Regions from separate parts of the Gossypium hirsutum genome. Here region 1 is linked to region 2. A link is a contact called in public Hi-C data. All regions are on one chromosome and are shown on one strand. Each heading gives the region's core, a stretch centred on a gene start, on an enhancer-like site or on the middle of the called end of the contact. The rest is flanking DNA. Distances are from core to core; before and after follow the strand shown. Region 1 holds the start of LOC107919846 (far upstream element-binding protein 2). Region 2 holds the start of LOC107919977 (sister chromatid cohesion 1 protein 4).

Region 1 (3,039 bases), core at 432-2,931, 300 kb after region 2:
TAGCACATATAGTCACTAATCAACTTTCACATTCACATATCAAAATCTTTTTTATGATATCACAAACATAACATAAACACTTAATTCACATGTACAGTACTATACCGATACCAAATCATTTGATTTCCTATCAATTACTTATTGTATAAATACCAAATCGGCCTTCCTGTATGTCGTACAGTCACGTTGCTTAGACTGTCTATTAAATTACATAATGTTATTACAAATATAAGACATTTATGCTATAAATATTGATTTCATGGTTTAGGGTTCTACTTGTACCTTCTGGCTAGTGGGAAACTAATAGGTTTAAAGGGTAGAAGTCTATGAGCAAAAGTCGATACTACTTCCACAATTGTAAAATCACAAGGCATCCATTCACTTCCTCGCTCCCCACTTTACACCTCTTGCACAACGCTCTATATAGGCAAAATGACAAGGTCCCAACTATGTGTACCAACAATTTAAAAGTTAGATAAAAATGGGAAGTACAAGGTATGAACTAAGTTGCTAGAATTTTCTATCATCAACACACCTCCGGTTAGGTGAAAAATGTATGCTCGAGCATGGTAATCGATCTAAATGGGTATTGAATTCTTGAGGAGATTCCTAAATCACCTCTTCAACTAATCTAACTTCACTTGGTGCCATTTGAAATCCACCGGAAGGTTTGTATCAGTTTTGAACTTTGCATAAAGGTCATCTTGTAAATTAAATTCAAAGCTTCTCATCACAAGATGCTCGTCTTCTAGAAGCCTTATCAGCAATGCTACATCTTCCAGTTTTATTATCGCCTAGTTGTATAAGAGATGAAGCATATGAGTCTTCGATCTCCATCGTTTAATCAGAATGGATAAGAATGACAAAATGTAAGTAACTCTCCCAATTTGACTTGTGTGATAGAAATCAATGCCTCTTAATTGGAGCAAGATTCTCTCGTTAAGTGGACCTATACTCATATTATTGCGAAGCTAAGTAATACGAGAATACTCTAATGTAACTACACCTTGGGCTACATGTCCTTCGAATCTTAAAAAGTTGGCAACCATTATGTAGGATATATGGTAAATAACAAACATCATAATTTGTTTTTGTTTATTGCGAAAAATTAACAAATTTATTTGCCTATTTATAGCTTCTTAAATTAGGGATTCACAAAAATATTAGTGAAAATTGACAGGTGTTGATTTTTATTTATTTTCTATTATTATTTATTTAAATTACTTTATTCGTTTTTTAAAATTAGTACTCACGTTGACACCACTAAGTGTCAGATTTAGGATACAACATTCATCCCTAGCAATTAAAAAAATAAATTTAAATTTTTAACGATTACTTTTCAAATTTATTCTTTGAATTTGACACCCAAATATTGAAATTATAACAATAATTAACCCTGATTCTAATGTCACGTAGAAATTTTAGAGGCAATGTTGCAAACTTAGAACTTGACATCTTTAGGTGTCGAGGTATTACTAAAGAAAACTTCTTCTTTTTTAAAAATAGTTTGTTTTTTAAAATTTAAAAAACAGATAAATAAAAACAAAAATCATTTAATTTTAAATATAAAAATCCAATTTTGGGAAATAAAGAAAAACAAAAATATTTTCTCACACCTAAAGATTTTTTTTTTCAAGAAAATAGAAAGTAGGCTGAAGAGTGGGCCAAAGAAAGAAAGGAAATTGCGAAATGTGAAATGTGATATTTTGCAGCTATAAATTGGCCTTAAACCCTAATGTAGTACATTACATACAAACACGATATTTTATCTCTTACATACTAGCATCCTCATCCAACACTTCCATTGCTTCGCTATTTCTGCTCTCTTCTCCAAACCCTAGATTACTTCTCCTTTTCCGTACATTTTGATGGCTGAGGAAGAGGCCGTAGCCCCTGCACCCAGCCCCGTCCCTTCCGATCTTAAGCGAAAACTCGAGGATGTCGAGCCCCACGACCCCCATGCGGACAACATGCCTCGCGACTCTGCTTTAGACCCTGATGCCCAAGATAACGATGCTGCACCATCTGATTTGTCCGAGGCCAAACGCCCTAGGCTCGACGACGATAAAACCGATGGCTTGGGTAATGAACATGTTCCCTTTTTCTGGGTTTATGTACTATTTAAGGAAATGATTTGAGGGGTTAAATGATAGTAGCTCTAGGGTTAATTGTGAGTTTTATGTGCTAGGTGAATACGAAGTGAGAAGATCAAGGCTCCGTTTGGTTGTTACTTTACTAATTTTTCTTTTTCTGTCATTTATTTTTACATGTTTAAAAATTGCTAAAATCAAGAGCCAATTTTGATGGAGCCTATGAGTGAACACCTTGTTTTTTTTTTCTTTCCAATTTTGTGCAGAAAGCAAAAAGCAATAGCAACAGTGATATCAAAACAAAACATGGTTTATGGCTGGTTCATATTTTTATTGCTTTGCATATCTAACTATTCTAATTCCATGGTCTTTATGCTTAAAATAACAGCCAGTGAGAATGGATTTGAAGCTGAGAAATCGCATGAACCTGACAAGGAGGAGGAGGAGGGTTTGCAGCAAAATGAGCTTAACAAGCAAGCAGAGAATGGTGATTCTCCTGCAAAGGAGGCTGAAGAAACTGTAAAACCTGAGCAATATGAAGGAACTGCAGAGGAAACAGATGGGCAGTCTGCAGATAATCCTGAAACTGCTGATGCTGAGTTAGGTAAAGTTGAGAGTTTTGAGGCAGATAACGGTCAAGAACCTGCTAAAGAGGATAATAAGCAACCTTCTGATGACTTGCCTCAGCAGGAGGTTGATGATGGTACAACTATTACTCGCAAAATGGAGGTTCCTAATGCGAAGGTATGCTAGCCAAATTTTTAAGCTGTCTCATTGTGAATTGTTTGAACTGGGTGTAAACTGAAGTTGATTTTTTCGTAGTTACTTCAACAAACATTTCAACAATCCCTTTTTGCACTATAATCTGTTTGATCCCATGTCAAACAGACAATCCTTTTTTAAATTTTTTTTCCCAATAATGGTAGGTCTTCTTCTCTCTTAAGGTGGA
Region 2 (2,974 bases), core at 378-2,877:
AACACCGCTACCAAACATGGGTTGTTCCGTGTTTTTTAACCCGCTAACTGAATGTCAGCCAGGGGTCGTGTATACATCTCGAACACCGGTCGCAAGTACATCATTTAGCGATGTAAATTGTACATATAACTCAATATAAGGTGCTCCACTAGTATGATGAGTTTGCACCATTGCCTCCAAGCTACGAGCACCTTTTATGTCGAACGAGTCATATGTCACCGGATCAACAGAGGAACAGAATCGATATGTAATAGATAGAACTTTCATTGGCATCGTTCCGAAAATTTTACGCCTAATTCTTTTACGAAGGTCTGTCAAATCTATGTTAATCTCTGACAAAAAAACAACACCATTCTCCGTGTGGCAAACCTCACCATCGTAGTAAATAACACCACTAATACGTTCACTCATATTTGAAACTCTAACCTTCTTAGCCTCTCTAAATTGTTTCTGCTATGACTTATGCAATCTCAGAACATTTTTTGCCTCATTTATAGCCTCAGCCTAAACATGCTACTGTAGAAAAAGCGCGTTCAAGTAGGCGCGATTTCACAAATTCTTCTCATAAAGCATCTTGCTAGAAGCGATTTTATACTATTTGCTCAGAAATGCTAAGTCGAAATTATTTTTCCAAGACCTACTGTAGCAAAAGCGCGTCCACGAGGGCGCGATTTCACAAATTCTTCTCAAATAACATGCTGCTTGCAGCGTTGTTTTATACTATTTGCTCAGAAACGTCAACTCAAAATTATTTTCAGGACCTACTATAGCAAAAATGCATCCACGTGGGCGCGACTTCACAAATTCTTCTTATAAAGCATCCTGCTTGAAGCTTTTTTAAAACTATTTGCTCAAAAAGTCAACTCGAAATTATTTCTTCCAAGACCAACTGTAGCAAAAGCGAGTCCACGAGGGCGCGATTTCACAAATTCTTCTCATAAAGTATCCTTCTTGAAGCATTTTTTAAACTTTTTGATCAGAAACGTCAAGTCGAAATTATTTTTCCAGGACCTACTGTAGCAAAAGTGCGTACATGTGGGCGCGACTTCAAAAATCCTTCTGATAAATCATCCTGCTTTGATTTTATCTTAAAAACCCATAAACACGAAACATAATCCATTTTTTAATAAATTTTAATTAATTTAATTATGAAACCCTAAACCCTAAACCCTAATCCCTTATTTGATTACTTTTTTCTCTAAAAACCTTAAAAACCCTAAAAATCCTAAGGTGGGAAACACGGCGAAATCGCGTCCCCAAGGGTGTGCTATTTGCCAGGAAATCGCATCCACGTCAGCGCGCTTTGCTGACGTGGACACAAATCGCGCTTCAGAGGACGCGATTTGTTGCCATGTCAGCAAAGCGCGCTGACATGGACGCGATTTCTTGATATGTCCCCTGACATCGCGCTGACGTGGACGCGATTTAAGAAAAAAGGACCAATTCCGATAAATAATAAAACATCAAACCCATTTTAATAAATTTAAAAAAAATTAATTTTTTTTGGTATTTTGCCCGAGTTTGGCCCTCGTTTGTCTCGGTTTGTATCTTTCTAATGAAAGAGATCGGTTGGCAAACAAAAAAGAATGGAAGTATAGGCTACGCCTTTGACAAAACGTACTGGAGAAGTCATAAAATTCAAAATAAACCAACCAGTGAAGAAGCGCCACGTGTCCAACATACCTGCACTAATACAACGACGAACACAAAACCAACGTTGAATTTCGAAATTAATTTCTTATTACAAAAAAGTCATTTACTAAAATTAGCGCTTTCCCTTCTGTTTTTCTTTCCCAGTCTCCAATTGATCTGCGTCTGTGCGATCCGACTCAACTGGCGATTCTGCAAACTGAAACGGCACAAATTTTGAACTTCTCCTGAGTGGTGGTTCTGAAATTAAGCGGAAATGGGGCCCTTTACGGAGTTTTGGGAGGGTTTCACAGGTTGTTTGGTGGACGGAGATTTGTAAAGGTTTCCTTGTTGCTATTGATTTTTAGGGATATTCTGAACTTAATTTGTTCATTTCCGCTGCTAGAAGTGGAAAGTGAAGGGTTCTGTTGTGGAATTTGAAATTTAGGGTTTCTCTTCTCTTGTGAGCTTTGCCAGTTTGTTGAATTCTTACTGAAAGCTCTAATTTTAAGCTTAAATAATAGGGTTTGGTTACATTGTATGAAGAAATAGGGTTTGTATTGGGCGAGAAATGTTTTATTCACAGTTTATATTGGCGAAGAAAGGTCCACTGGGGACGATATGGATAGCTGCCCATCTGGAGAGGAAACTCCGCAAGAATCAGGTGGCGGATACGGACATCGGTGTTTCTGTTGGTTAGTACCTTTTAAGTCTACTTGTACTTAATCTATCCTTTTCCACTTAATAGAGCAATATCTTAGTCTTCTTAAGGTTAGATTAATATAGACTGTCAGGATATGTTCTTCTTTTATGCTGTATCAGAATTTATTTATGCACTCTTTGGTTATTGCTTGTGCTACATTGAAACTGCAATTTTCCGGTGAGAAAAATATATGATTTTACTTTAATACGAGAAACATATTTACTTCATAATTAGTACTGCTTTTTCAGTCATTGTTTCCTTTTTTTAATCAATTATGATTTTGCATATTTCCGATTTAGTTTTAACTACTTTATGAGGAACTAAATAGCAAGAAGTAGTTAGAATTTCCTTTCTTATTTGTCCTATTAATATGCTCTTTTCTTTTCTTGACATTTGATTTATTAAACCAACCACTGGAATTAATGATGGTCATACATAGTTCTAAGTTTATTAAGTATTTCTATCAGCTTGATGAAATAAAAGTAGTTTCAACTGTTAAACATCCATTAGTAGAAGTGGTATTTATGAATTGAAAATTTTAAATACCAGGTTAGCGTGAAAATCAGCATGCTTGATGAAATGAAACTGTCAATTTGGTAAAACATGGGTTCTCTTGACAATTGTGGAGCAGGGTGGAAATGC

What was found. A called contact is a pair of places that touch in the nucleus more often than the background predicts.
Region 1: a contact with region 2 is called in a Hi-C map of hypocotyl, with 2.4 times the contacts expected there. The contact joins the promoter of LOC107919846 here to the promoter of LOC107919977 in region 2. A contact is called at or near these places in 5 of 34 Hi-C or Micro-C datasets (callus, hypocotyl and leaf).

The regions. Positions count from the first base shown.
Region 1 is chrD13:40,935,531-40,938,569 of Gossypium_hirsutum_v2.1, forward strand. It overlaps LOC107919846 (far upstream element-binding protein 2), which reads left to right and starts at 1,682. Exons shown (of 7, transcript XM_016849237.2): 1 at 1,682-2,082; 2 at 2,479-2,834. The coding sequence starts at 1,869.
Region 2 is chrD13:40,634,813-40,637,786 of Gossypium_hirsutum_v2.1, forward strand. It overlaps LOC107919977 (sister chromatid cohesion 1 protein 4), which reads left to right and starts at 1,628. Exons shown (of 16, transcript XR_005923287.1): 1 at 1,628-2,324.